2 separate regions of the Anser cygnoides genome follow, and region 2 is linked to region 1. Evidence: chromatin contacts called from public Hi-C data. All regions are on one chromosome and are shown on one strand. Each heading gives the region's core, a stretch centred on a gene start, on an enhancer-like site or on the middle of the called end of the contact. The rest is flanking DNA. Distances are from core to core; before and after follow the strand shown.

Evidence for each region. Hi-C and Micro-C count contacts between places; a contact is called where the count stands out from the background.
Region 2: a Hi-C map of fetal liver shows a contact between it and region 1, with 2.6 times the contacts expected there. The contact joins the enhancer-like site here to the promoter of RBM17 in region 1. A contact is called at or near these places in 5 of 7 Hi-C or Micro-C datasets (fetal liver, granulosa cells and liver).

Annotation. Positions count from the first base shown.
Region 1 is chr1:3,990,790-3,997,906 of Taihu_goose_T2T_genome, forward strand. RBM17 (RNA binding motif protein 17) reads left to right here and starts at 2,817. Exons shown (of 12, transcript XM_048062671.2): 1 at 2,817-2,972; 2 at 4,543-4,683; 3 at 6,147-6,263. The coding sequence starts at 4,561.
Region 2 is chr1:4,107,520-4,114,636 of Taihu_goose_T2T_genome, forward strand. No RefSeq gene overlaps it. Among named protein-coding and RNA genes, the nearest start is that of PFKFB3, 89 kb to the left of the region's middle. Within about 2 kb of position 3,807, at least 1 of the 3 cell types and tissues checked has open chromatin away from gene starts, as enhancers often do. A contact at or near this core is called in fetal liver, where this site is marked.

The DNA.
Region 1 (7,117 bases), core at 1,567-4,066:
AATCAAATCTGCTCGATTTAGCAGCATTACTTACTGGCACCTTTTTTCTTCACCACGAGGAAATTGCACAGTAGCACAGTCAGAAGCAATGCTGGAGATAAGGGCTTTCTGATTAATAAAGAGATAGTGCTTGTAGTATTTTGAGGTTGAAGTGACAATGCTATTTGCTTTGAGGTTTTGCTTTGTTTTGCAGACAGGGTTGCATGTTTATTTATTTCCACTGCTTTATCATGTGGTGCAAGTGGCTGCAGTTCTTGGAAATCTCAGCTCATCCAATCTGACACTGCCTGGTATGAGCTGGAGATCCCTCTGCCCATTATAAGCCAAAAAGAAGATTCTTGCTACTGTAAAAAAGGCGGCTTTGGATAATTAGCAAATGGCTTTGGGGTGAGCTACCTGGAAAAAATGGGAAATTGGTGTGGTTGGATGAACTCTAGGCTTGGACAGATACAGAATTTTAGGGACTGTCTGGGAAAACAAATGCTATCGATACTTCTAACAGCCAAATGCTGTGCAAAAACACAATTACTCAGCAACCTCAGCATTAGTGGCAGTTACAGCACTGTGAAATGGTAACAAACATGTATGAATAATAGATGGGGATGTCTGAAACGCACTTGATGTGAAATGAGTGTAAGTTTTCTTTCTTCCTAACTCTTTCACTACAACCGTGTTGTCAAACTCATATTATTCTCTCCATTTTTATTTTCCAGAAATTAAGATGAGCTTGGTAAGTAACTGGAAATGCTGAATGCCCGGGGAGACAAGCTGACAGATTACTCATTCAGTAAGTTACTAAAGTTTTCTTAAGGAGTTAGAAATAGAGGATAGAAATGTGATATCTTGTACAGGGAAAATACAGCGACCAAATACAGCGAACGAATACAGGAACGAATATAATTCTGCCCTCTGCTGACCAAATCCTAAATCTGCTTCAAACTCCAGTGCAGCCCCAACAAAATAAGGGTCAGTGGTATCTTGTGACATTGCTGAGGCATACTGCCACGCAAGACTCCATTTCCCAGAGACCTCACAATTCAGAAAAAAGAAAAAAAAAAGATTATTTCTTCTCTCCTCAGCTGTGACAGGGGCTCCATGCATGACATGGAGTGAAAACCTTGGTGCCCCAGATGATTATTCAGATTCTGAATGCAGAACTGACGTGAGTTTGGGGATTGCTGTTGCCATTGGGATTTTAGCGGCTTTCTTCGTGTAAACTATGCAGAGCATCCAACAGTGTTTGTTGGTTGGTGTTGCCAAAATAAAGTTTAGTTTGTGTTTATGGTTGTTTCTCTGTGTTTGTCCCTATTTCCATGGTTTCACACGCCTTCTTTAGAGGGTTATTGCAGGGATCATTGTAGAGATCTGCCCAATGTCACATGTAGATGGTGGGATGAATGACTCCCATCTCCATTTAGCAGAACTGGAAGCTGTGCAAACCAAAAGGAATTTGGGTTTCTTTGGGACTGAGGATGCTGTGAGCCCAAACTTCACGCCTGTGATGACAAACAGGGCGTGAGTTCCTTGCAAAACTCCTCCCAAAATTCCACTTGGCTGCATCCTACCCTGTCCTGCTTGCAAAACGGACGTGCCATGAAGTCAGGTGTATATGTTCTGGCATGTATGCAACCTGAGCGCGTACTGTCTGACATGTATGCCATCGGTATGTTTTCAGGAGCACCTGGGGGGCCCGAGGGCTGCACAAGCCATCGCTGCCTTCTCCACCTGCTGACATCTCCAGGCAGTCCTGCCCACGCCAGAAACTTCACAAACACTGTTTGTATTGCTGTTTATGTCAGATTTTGCACTGGAGGCACCACAGTCTGCAGTTGGGTGCTCCACTGGGGGTCTGGCACCTTAATTAAAAAGCATTATCTGGTCACAGGGGGAGGTCAGAAATGGCAGCAATTTCCCTCCTTCCCCCATCACAACACAGTCTCCCCAAGCCCACAACTCCCAGCGTTGAGCAGGGCTGGGGTCTCCCTCCCCAGTGCCATACTGGTGACTACTGGGAAGTTCAACATGGCTAAGTGCTGGGTCCTGCACTTTGGCCACAACAACCCCACGCAGCGCTACAGGCTTGGGGCAGAGTGGCTGGAAAGCTGTGCCGAGGAAAAGGACCTGGGGGTGCTGACTGATGCTTTCCTGAACATGAGCCAGCAGTGTGCCCAGGTGGCCAAGAAGGCCAACGGCATCCTGGCTTATATCAGGAGTAGTGCGGCCAGCAGGACCAGGGAGGTGATCATCCCCCTGTACTCTGCTTTGGTGAGGCCGCACCTCGAGTACTGTGTTCAGTTTTGGGCCCCTCACTACAAGAAGGACATCGAGGCCCTGGAGCGTATCCAGAGAAAAGCTACAAAGCTGGTGAAGGGCCTGGAACACAAGTACTGTGAGGAGCGGCTGAGGGAACTGGGGGTGTTTGGTCTGGAGAAGAGGAGGCTCAGGGCAGACCTCATTGCTCTCTGCAGCTACCTGAAAGGAAGGCGTGGGGAGCTGGGGGTCGGCCTCTTCTCACAGCTAACCAGTGATAGGACCAGAGGGAATGGCCTCAAGTTGTGCCAGGGGAAGTTCAGGTTGGAAACGAGGAGACATTTCTTCTCAGAAAGAGCAGTCAGGCACTGGGACGGGTTGCCCAGGGTGGTGGTGGAGTCACCGTCCCTGGGGGTGTTCAAGGAAAGGTTGGACGTGGTGCTTAGGGACATGGTTTGTGGGTGATATTGGTGGTAGGGGGATGGTTAGACCAGGTGATCTTGTAGGTCCTTTCCAACCTTAATGACTCCATATTCTAACTGGGATTTGGGGAAACACCGCGGCGGGGAGGGAGGGAAACGTGATGGCGGCCGCTCCCTCCTCCCGCCGCCAGGGGGCTGTAAAATGGCGGCGGGGCGGGCGGCGGGGCGCAGGCGCGGCCGCCCTGGGGGGAGCCGCTTCCCGGCTGCCTCAGCGGCCGGCTAATGGCGGCGCCGTGACGGGTGAGCGGCGGCGGGCGGGCCCCGGCCGGTTCTGCATGGCTTGGGAGGCCGCCTTCGGGCTCCGGGGATGCGAGGAGGGAAGGGAGGGCGTTGGGTGAGGTGGGACGAGGGCGGCCGGCACCCTCCGGCTGCTCCCCTCGGGGGGGGGGGGGGTGTAGGCCTGTGGGGGGGGGTGTCCCTCAGGCCTCGGCCCCTGTGTGGGCAGAAGCAGCAGGCTGCTTTTTTGTGTTATCGTGGTTATGGTGCCTCTGCTTGGTTCTCTGCCCCCTGTTTGGCACCATCTCCGCTTCCCTGTGGCAGGCAGGAGTTCAGTTAGTGCCTTGTTTTCAGCCTGTTCCCATGTGCATCAAAATGTGTCCCCTATGTGTACCCCTGCCTGTGCCCATGTTTATAATAACCCCAGTAATCCTGCCTTTTCCGTAGAATGGGTTATTTTCTTGGTGAATTGTGTTTTACTGAGCCCTGATTGTTCCCATTCCCCAGCAGGATGAAATCTGCATTTTCTCTTTTTTTTTTTTTTTTTTTAAATTTTTGCTGAGCATGTCCCCCTTTGGGATTACTGTCTCCTGCATCTAAGACTTTTCACATAAATTTAAACACATCTAAGAGAGACCTATATCTGAGCAGGTTGCCTGAAACATAACTATCTGTCACGTCTGTGGGAGCAAGGCCTTATTCTAATGAGTCTGTAACGTTTCACTGCAGAACATTTATCAGTAATGTTCGTTCCTGCAGTAAAGTAAAAAGTTAAAGCTTTTGACTGGAGAGGGACTGTAATCCAGGGCTAACAGAGGCTAAATAATTGCCTTACAGATTGTTCCACAGGTAATAGACTTCTGTTTACATTCACATTTTCTCTTCTTCCTTTCATGTTAGGCACAGTATCAGACAAAGTGATGTATTTCATGTCACGTCACTGATGTTGTTACTTAGCTAATTTATATATATAAATATATATATATATTTCTGTGTCTGTTCAATGTATTTGTTAGGCCTTTACATGCTGTGAAAATAGTTACTTAAAAATAATTTGACAAAGAATGCTCTGGCAAGTATAATTGTTATAAGAAAGATATTCTTTTTCAGCCTACACTGATGCAAAAAGTAGTGATGTTTACAAAGATGATTGGAACGTTGATATGTTTGTGCAGATAACTTCAGTGTCAGAGACAGGAGTTATTTTGTTATTTGGATCTGAAAGTCTTGCAGTTTGTGTAGTACTTGATGTTGGATTCTGTGGGCAACCTCCAAATGTTGGCATGGACTACAGTGTAGCTTCAGAACTTGAAATGATTGGTATCTAAAGCTACAAATGTAATTTTGGAAAGTTTCTGGCACCTGTTAACATTTGAAGAGTATTCATTACCTTTTTGAAAAAGTTATTTTTGCACAGCCTTACTTAATAGGCTGTATGTTTGCTACTAAGCAGAAAAATGTTATCGCTTGGAATTCTCTCTGGCTTGGAAAAAAAGATTTAAAAATACGTTGTACAGACATATCCATAGTAGTAGCAACTATGTACTGGGTGTAAGATTCATTAAATAATCTGACATATATTTTTGTTTTGTAGCTTTAAATTGAAGAGAAAATGTCACTTTATGATGATTTGGGAGTTGAGACCAGCGATTCCAAGACAGAAGGCTGGTCCAAAAATTTCAAACTACTGCAGTCTCAATTGCAGGTGAAGAAGGCAGCTCTCACTCAAGCAAAGGTATAGTACCTTCGTAATTTTGCTTTCTATTATTAAAACATCTTTTAATAGAAGTTTTTGACCTTAGGATAGATTTGGGGTAATTTAGGATTTGTCTAACAGTTTGTAGCAAGGAGCCGGGGAAAACAAGATGTCTGTTTCTTGAAGTGTGTTCTAGGAAGTCTTGCAAGACTAAAATTGAACAAAGAAGTGATGTGTTTGCTGTGAGCCTCAAATCTTGTTACCTGGAGAGCCAAAAGTTCTCCTTAACTTTGAAGATAATGAAATTAAGCAGTTTTTTTTTTTTTCAGAGTAGGTAAGGGTCATACTGCACTTGATTGTTGTTAGTACTGGTTGTTGGTCATTCTTTGCATTTGTATCAATAGTTATTTACCTACTTGCCTCATTTTCTGCTTGTTGTTTTAAATGTGTTTAGGTACTAATGTGCAAATTGTTGTGCTTTAGAAATTTTTTCAGAAAATATACCAAGTATGCAAGAGAGAAAAGGAGTGCAAGCTGATTCCTTGAGCTTCAACTATGACAGAGCCATTTTCTTTTTATTGCTACAGTATTTCACCCAGTTTCTTTAAACAGTGTTAATTGTTTGGTTCATGTGAGACACATCTATGTTCTCTGTGGTCTGAAGGGTCAAGAGTGAGATTACTTAATTAAAAAAAGTAGTAGTGGTACAGATACAGAATAATTATCTAAGCATAGCATTTTTTTTTCTTTGCTGGAATTACTCCTAATTTATGGTGATAAAGTTGAGAGCAGGATTTTGTTAGTTGGAAGAGCCTGCATGAATGAGATCTGAAATGTCTAGTCTATTAGGTATTTTTTATAATAATAGTAATAGAAGAATAGAATAGGATTGGAAAATTGAAAATTCAAAATAGTTTGATACATTTTATTAGATGGAAAAATATGACAAACACTATAATTTTTCGTTAGAATAATTCTGAGCCCTTTCTTAAAAAAAGTCCACTGGGTTCAAACTGAACTGAAGAGAGATCACCTGAACTTCTGATACATGGTTTTGGTCCTAGTCCAAACCATTTACTGGATGTTTTAGTACATATGCAAGCAACGTTTGATCCCTCTCACTTAAAAAGGGGAAGGTCTGCACTGGTTTAACTGAAGCTTTCTTTGAAGTATTGAATCAGATCTGTGTTTGTGTAGTAGTTTTATAACCATAGTTGACAAACATCTGGCTTCGAGCTGAGTTGGCCTTTGCCACCACTAAAATATGAAATAAGCTAAGTTACCCACATCAGAAACATTTATTAGAAATATTGAGAATTACTGTATGTTGGTAAGTTTAAAATAAATGATATATCGAGCTTTGCAGAGTGAAGGATTTGATACTGGTTTTTATCCTTTAAAAAAGAAATTGGAGAGTTCATCTTCAAGTATATAAATAAAGCTGCTTTTTAGAAAGCTATTTTGTTATATTTTGGACATTTTGTATTTTGGTCATTTTTTAGAGTCAGAGAACAAAACAAACAACAGTCCTTGCTCCAGTGATTGACCTGAAACGAGGCAGCTCTTCTGATGAGAGACAGATTGTGGACACTCCACCTCATGTAGCAGCTGGGTTAAAGGTAAGACCAAAGCAGATTAAAAGTTCATCTGTTAACAGATTTTTCTGAATTGCAATTCTGTGACTGCATTTTATTTTTGAATCATCTTTCCAAGTGTTCAGAGAAGTGACCAGTTTCTGAAATTGATTTCCTCTGCTTAGAGGATCTTAAATGAGTGAATATCTCAGTTTGACAGGGACTTCCATGTGATACAGCGTGGAAGTACTCAGATGAATGTACAGTTAAAATAAAAACATTCCTCCTAGCATATTTCTCATGGACAGCTTTGAAGTATTTTGCAGTTTGGTCAGGTAAATAATGAAGGTAACTGTAATTGCACCAGTGTTAGAACTAGACCATTATAATAATAGTCATTAAAAACAAAACAAAAGCCATCAATTTTTAAATTGGGCTTTTCATGGTAAATAATTCAGAGAAACTTTGTCCCCGAAACTTTTTGAAAGGTGATGATTCTGAAGTAGTTCTTTCAGATAAGAGGAGGACTGTATGTCTATCTTTGGTATTGTATTAGTAGCAGATGATGAAAAAGACTAATGACATAGTTCGGAAGGACCCCTTGCAGATGATTGCAACAGCAAGACATATTTTCTAGTATGAATGAATGAATATTGAAAAATTCTTGTCCACGTCAATTTGCTGCTGATTTGTTTGATGGGGGGATTCTTTCTTCATGGAGAAATTTGAGATGGTGAAAGACTAGGTGAAATGTTTCGAAGTAAAGCAAAGACTTCTTTTAATGCCAATAGGATTGGGATATTATTACTTAAATTATGTAAATTAGGAATTGAGTTCTCTGGGTTGGGAGCGAGAAGATAGCGTTAAACTTTGTGTCCAACTAGATGTTGTTTTCAGAT
Region 2 (7,117 bases), core at 2,557-5,056, 120 kb after region 1:
TTGAAGTGGAAGGCGAAGCTGAGCGTAAATGTTTGGCTGTTCAGTCAAAGACTGGGAAATGAGATGATGTGATTTTGGTGCTGCATAACTGGATATTCTGTAACTGGAATACCCCTGTGAACCTGAGACACTCCAGTAGTCATCTGCTTCTGACACAAACATGCAGTACTCATCTACACCAATGATAATGTAAACGGCTCTGTGTTTCCTGTAGGTATTTTTACAGCTCCTGTTACAGCATTATCTCAATGCTTTACAATCTTTATTGTAACCTTCCCCACCCTGCTGCCCTCCAACAACTCCTCAGTCAGGTAAGACATCAGAGTTATTCCCATTTGACAGATGGGAGAAAGACTGAAGCGCACAGAGTAACTGAAGATCCCAGAAGAAATAAGCAGCAAAGTAGCAAACCGAACGTAGATCTCTGCTTACCACCAAGATACATTTTCTTAGGTAAATCGTTAAGAAAATCTATTCTATATGTAGAATTCAACAAGAGACAAATGTCACCCCACGACTCCGAGAACCATCCCCAGCACTGCTCAAATGCTTCCACCTCCTGGAAGCCTGAGGTAGCTGAAAGCACAGCACCTCGTCTGGTGCTCAGCAGGTTAAAAATCACTACTCACTTGGCCCTTTGAAGATGCCCATTGCACTGGTTGGAAATCAGATCCCCCAAAAGATGATGGCAACCACTGGGAAGATAGAGCAGAAAGTCGCTCTGAGCTGCTCCAGGCAGATTTCCTCAAGCAGTTGCAGAAATGGCTTCTGGTAATGACTTAAACCTAGGGGGAAACACATAAATGGAAAGGAAAACATCTCTTTTCCCTTTGCCTTTTTATCCTTTGCTCACCACCCTGATCTGGCTGAGATGGGCTCCACAGTCTATAACAACATCAAGATACTAAAGGTCTTAGTTTGGCTCAGTGAATAGATGTCCCCTAAGTAAATCCTTGGGACTTTCTGGTTGCTTTATTATAGCATTCCTTGGCTACCCTTGGAGGCATAAAATTACTTCTGTGGAGAGAAGGCAAGTTATAGGTTTCCTTGTGCTAGTAAGGATAATTTCTTGGGAAGAAAGACTGCTGATCAACACATGCTGGTATGAGACTGGCAGTTTTGTCAGTCAAATATGATGGCAAGGCTGGAGCTTGGGGTAAAGGTGGGGCTGATGCTGCCGCTGATGGCAAAGGTAGCTGTCAAGGACCATTCATCCCCTGCATTTTCCCAAACCACTTGTATTAACTCCTTGATGTCGACTTTTTGTCTGGTTTGAAGAAATCTGCTGGGATCTCCAGGGCTTTCTCCAACAACCTCTCTGCTGTCTCTGTGTAGAAGTTGGCAGACTGCCTGCATCAAGATAGTTCCATGCAATCCTCAGCACACATCACAACACAGCAGTGCAGTGGCTGTGCTAAGGCAGGCCAAAAGACCATACTTAATTTCTTGTCATGGAAGCTCAGATCCACATCTCTGTCCTTCTTATCACTTTTTGTGCACTTGTTCTCATTCTACTTGTCTTTTTTTATTTTTATTTTATTTTAATTTTATTTTAATAAGACCCATGCTTCAAGACATTTATAGTAGTCTAGTCTTTTTTTTCAGTTCACAAAACTTTTTGCTTCACAAACTTGACTTGACAAAATAAATAAGTAATAATAAAACAAAAAAAATCAGCACGGATCAGATTTCTGTGATCTAGCTCAGATATATGCAAGTCGGATGTCAAAACCCTTTATTGCAAAGGGACCTGCAGTAAAAAATAGCAGTCCTCTCCTGGTGATGATTCCTTTCAGGTCTAGTTAGGGATCACAACAGGACAGATGAATCACTCTCTGTAAGAGTTTATTTTTCTCCTCAGGTTGCCTTCCTCAGCCTGGATGAGGCTGAGGCATGCTGTCAATTTATATCTTGCTGAATAAGGTCTGCTCAAACGCAATTTTTCTTCCTTTCTGCCCCTTTGATTTCCAGCAGGGGGCTGCTCCATCATTCTGCATTCCTCCTTCAGTGGGATGACAGACCCTCAGCTCTAGCTGGCAGATTCCCCCCTTACATTTCATCAGTTTTGGAGCTAAATTTTCCTCTCAGTCCAACTCTTCCTCCCCTTCTTTCCCAGGACTGCCAACAAACCTGCCTTTCCTCCCCCTTCCTCCCAAGTCCTTCTTCACCAGCCTGCGCCCTGCGTTTCCAGGCTCTCACATGGGAAACAGGGAGATGAATCGTTTCTTCTATTTGCCCTTCTCAGGACTGTTTCTCTCAGCAAGAGAGGTGCCGGGTGAGGGCTCCCAGCATTATATCATCCAGTCACCTCCTTTCTGGGGCACGGTAGGGAGTGGGGTGGCCCCCGTGAATCCATTTCAGCCTCCTCTCAAAGCAAGGTCACCGACTGAGGACCTGTCTTGGCAAACACTATCCATTACAGAGACTAATAAACAAGCCCTCTTGCATGCAGGCTGTTTTACAGAGGGGCTGGAAGAGAGAAGAAGAGAGATTGTTTTCCAAGCCCTGCAGTGATCCCAGGTTTGATAAACCCACTCTTTTCTTTTCCTCCCCCTCCCTCGCTTCCCAGGAGGACAACTTAAGCATTTATGAATGCAAATGTTTCTTGGGTCAAAAGCAGGTCAGAAAATGCTGTGCAGACAGGATAACACATCCTCTGTTCCACCAGGGCACGTACTGTAACACAGAAAAATGCTGCCTGTGCCCCTTAAGCTCTGTTCTCACCCTCCCTTCCTGCCCCCTCCCTCCTCCTCCAGCTCCTGGCCCGTGGAGAATTTGGCTTTCTGAAGTCACGAAAGCTGAAACAATCAATATCAGACTGATCTGCTGAGAGCAGCCCTGGGACTGTGTTTCTAAAAATGGCTGGGTTATATAACAGTTTTTTTATTTTTTTATTTTTTTTTTAGGAGGAAGTCACAGATGTAAAAACACCATCAAAAGCTGAGGATGTGTTCTCATCGGCCAGGGCTCCCTGTGAAGGCAGGCAGGTTTCTCAGGAAACGCACGAACCCACAAGGAGCCCTCTGTGATGACATTGACATGGACTTGGTGCCAATGGTCTTTGAAAGAGAAAACACAGTCCTCAGCTTCTCGAGGCATGGTGCCTCGTGCAGACCATGGACCAGGCTGAGACCTTGCTTTGGCTCCTCAGTCACCTGCATAAAGGCCTCTTGAAGCCACTGGGGATCATTTTGAGCCCGATTTCCCAGACTTTCCCAACTTAGTGTAGGTCTGGTGACTCTGGACAGGGAGAAGTTTGAGCTTCCTTCCATGTCCCTTGGAGAAGTCCAAGCCTCCTTCCATCTCTTTTGGAGAAGTCCAAGCCTCCTTCCATGTCTCTTGGAGAAGTCCAAGCCTCCTTCCATCTCTTCTGGCTTCCGCAGCAGTCCTGGTGACAAAATGGGATCCCTTTGCTGTGTGAATGGTGCTGTGAGCTCTAGAAGATACACACTGCTTGTGTTGAAGCATGAATCCAGGGAAAGTCCTCCAGACCCACGCCGGTGTCCCTGCCTTCACGGCACGGCCTGAGCACACCCCTGCATCCATCCACCCTTCTGGTTGCCATAGGGATGATGGCATCTTACCCACTAATCGGTCCTCGTGACAGTCCTTTTCCAGGTCACGGAGAGGGAAAAGCCGATTTCCATCACCGTGGGGGGATCGATGGCAGCGGGGAGCGCGCATCCACCCTTCCCTGATGCACGCAGCAAGGTCACTTATCAGCGGCTGGCACCCGGCCCCACACTCAGCAATTCACACAGGTTCTCCAATGAAACACAAGCAGGCTCTGAGCAGGATCGCAGTGTATTTATACATTAGTTATTCTTTTACCCCGGGTCACCCACAGCCTCCTGATCTGTAAGTACCCATCCTATTTATATACCGACTGCCACTCTGAGCAGTGCTGTCCCGACCTGGCTGCCCTCCTTACTGGAGATAATGATTAGATAATCTAACTGATCACCTTGCTTCCTGCTGGTAAGGCTCAGAAATTTATTTAAGCACCGGCAGCTGGAAGGGCATCGTTAATTTTCACCCCTAGTGATGCTTTAAGAACCACTTTGTAGGTAACCCAAGAAATCCAAATCCTTCCTCGTTTGCTTTCTGCTGAGCAATAGCTGGCACAGGGCACGCTGCTCTGGGGACAGAGGGGGCCACGCTCGGTGGAGAAGAAAGGTGACTCCTGGTATAGGGACTTCTGGACCAAATTCAACTCTTGACATCAGTGGAAAAGCTTGTCCAGCCTGGACTGCACTTGGCACTGCCCTGAACCAAAGTAACCTCCGGAATAGCATCGGTGGCTTAGAAAAAGGTGGCATGGAAATAATATTTAAAACTTCATGGAACTAATTATGATCATCTTTAGAGATGAGGCTGGCAGGGGAAAACCTTGTTCTGGTGCATGAGGAGGTTAAATTAAAGTTCCCCAAGCAGCTCCCTTTGCATCTGGCAGCTCCCAACACTCCCAACCTGAAAGTTCCCTGAGCAAATTTATCTGGTGGAAAATACAAGAAAATAAGCCATACTTTACCATGTAGGCACATAGTAGCTTTATTTGCAGCACTCATGGTCTTTATAAAGAAAAGGATAATCAAATGCAGTTCAGTGGGTGTATTTCTATTAAAACTCATGTGCCTGCAACTGTCTGGGTTAGAACACGCACAGGCTGACTGTAATTCCTCTCCAAATGAGGTCATTTGAAACGATACAACAATCATTACTAATGCTGCTGCATCATGCTGGGCTGTCAGATAGATCCCAGGGCTTTAATGCGATCCTATATATATATTTACACAGTTGCCCATACTTCTTTAATTAGGAGATGCAAATGCCAGTCAGAGACAAAGCAGAAAATGCCAACAAAGGCAAATCATGCTTCCGTTCGCTGCTGACAAGATACAGCGGCATCAGCTATTTCTTTCGGGGTTGTGTTTGGCTCTGTTAAATCCTATTGATTCGTGACAGTAAATTGTCTGGAGTGCTGTGATTTTCCAGGGGAGGCAGAGGGGTAAGGCTGGAGGGTTGAGTCTATACCCACATTGGGGGCTGCACTAGAGGCATGTGAGACTACTGCCCAGACTGGGAAAACTCAGGGTCTCAGACAGATTTTTGGATAAGCTGGCACGGGCCAAGCTGGGGGTGGCTGTCCTTGCTTGATCTGGGTGAAAAATTATTGGTTTTGCAGCTGGGCAGAGAAGAGGGCATGAGTGGTGGTGAGTGCAGTGCCACCCAGCCTGTCCAAAGCACAGTGTGGACGTGCAGCATGGGGATGCAGCAATCAGTCTGGATGGAATGTGCTTCAGAGCAGCTGATCCTGACCTCGTGTCTTCTCTTGGCAGGGCATACCCGGTGGTCTGCAGCATGTAGTGGTGGGAAAAGTCCGAAATTTGTATTGGGAGGGGTTCGGTTTTCCATTGTTTGCTGTGAAAATGGGAAAGAAGGGAAGAACTGAACTCTAGGGCATCCAGGCAGCAACCTGCAGGCAGGATTGACCCTGGTCCTGATGCTGAGCACCTCTGAGCTTCGAGATAGTTTGGAGCTGGAGACAAACCCCATTGTTCTGACAGTCCTGGGTCTCCTTTTCCTCTGTGATGTCTCTAGCAGCATTGGCTGGGATGGAGTGAAGGAGAAACCCTTGAAGGAAACTGCACAGACCTTGCCCAAAGTGGTTGGGTCTGATCAAGCCACAGCACAGGGCTTTGCAGACCTCCTGGGCTGGACCACGTTAACTGGGCATCACGGCCCTTCTGCAGAGGGTCTGGCAGCCAGAGGAGAAACAAGAGGGGGAGATGGGGCACAGGCCACAATGCTCACAGCCAGATGCTCACCCAGAAAGCATCCATCTGTGCCACCAGGAGAAAGTGAGCCCCTGTAAGCATCAAGCAAGAGAGCAAACCGCCTCACAGCCATCTTGTGAGAAGAGGTATGTTCAGAGAGGCATGAGAAAAACATGCTCCAGCCCAAGAGATTGAGCTTGCCTGGCAAAATCTCTGGTGCAGAGGCAATTAGGTTAGCAGTGCTTGTGTTGGCCTAGTTTATATCCTCGTAAAGAGGCAGCAGAATTACCTCAGCAGCTAAAAAACCTTTGTCAGCGTATGCTGTCTCTACAGGTCTGCGCTCCCCAGGCGGGTGGGAGGTGAGGGTGCGGTAATGGGTGGGCAGCAGCTCTGCTGGCCATCTGGGTCCCTCTCTGAAGCCCCTCACAGTGCCTCAGACCAGCACACATCATGTCCCTGTCCACTCTGGGCTGTGGCTGTCCCAGCCTGTATTGAGAGCCATCGCTGTCCCAGCAATGTCCTCTGGTGTAGACACGTCCTGCAGGTGCAGTACCTGGAGTTGCAATTGTGGCTTCATGGACTAGAGAAGGAGGTTGATACAAGATGACCTTATCAACATTTAGGGCATTCCCGGTGCTCCCGTTTACCATTGCTCTCCCTAGAAAACTGCCCTTATGCCTTTAGGAGCAGAGTGGCCAAGCGCAGGGACTGACTACAGGGCTGTGCACGCACAAGTTGCATGTACTATGGCAGCACACTATTGGAAAACTATGGAAACTATCTGAAAGTTCAGCATAATTTTGCTCCAGAACTAAAGAAAAAAAGTAAAATCACTAACTATCACAACCCTGATTTGGTTCTGAAGTAGGATACAAAGTGAGAGCTTTGCAGTTAAAAATATCATGCCTCCATCCCTTGGCCTAGAAGGCTAACCTATCTCACAGCTCTAGGATGCTCATATTCCTCTCCATGGAGCACCTCAAAAAAAAAGAAAGACTAAACAGGCATGCTTCTACTTTCTCATGGTACTTTCTGCATGGTGGTTAAAATAAATATCGCTGATTAACCACAGAAATGCTTCTTCTGCCCAATCAGAGCACAAAACTTGGCTGCAAGAGGAGAATTTAACCAGAAGTCTAGTGTAGACAAGCCCTCAGTGCGGAGGCTTAACCAGCCACCTCACAGCCTTGAGAGGCCCATAGGCATGGAGAGATCGATACCGTGAGTCCTGTGACCCCCTCATTAATGAAAGAGCAGCCAAACCTCAATTCCCAAGCAGCAGCTCACCTGACGAGCCAGTCAGGCAGTTTCCATTTCAAGGCACAAGGGGTGCATTGCAT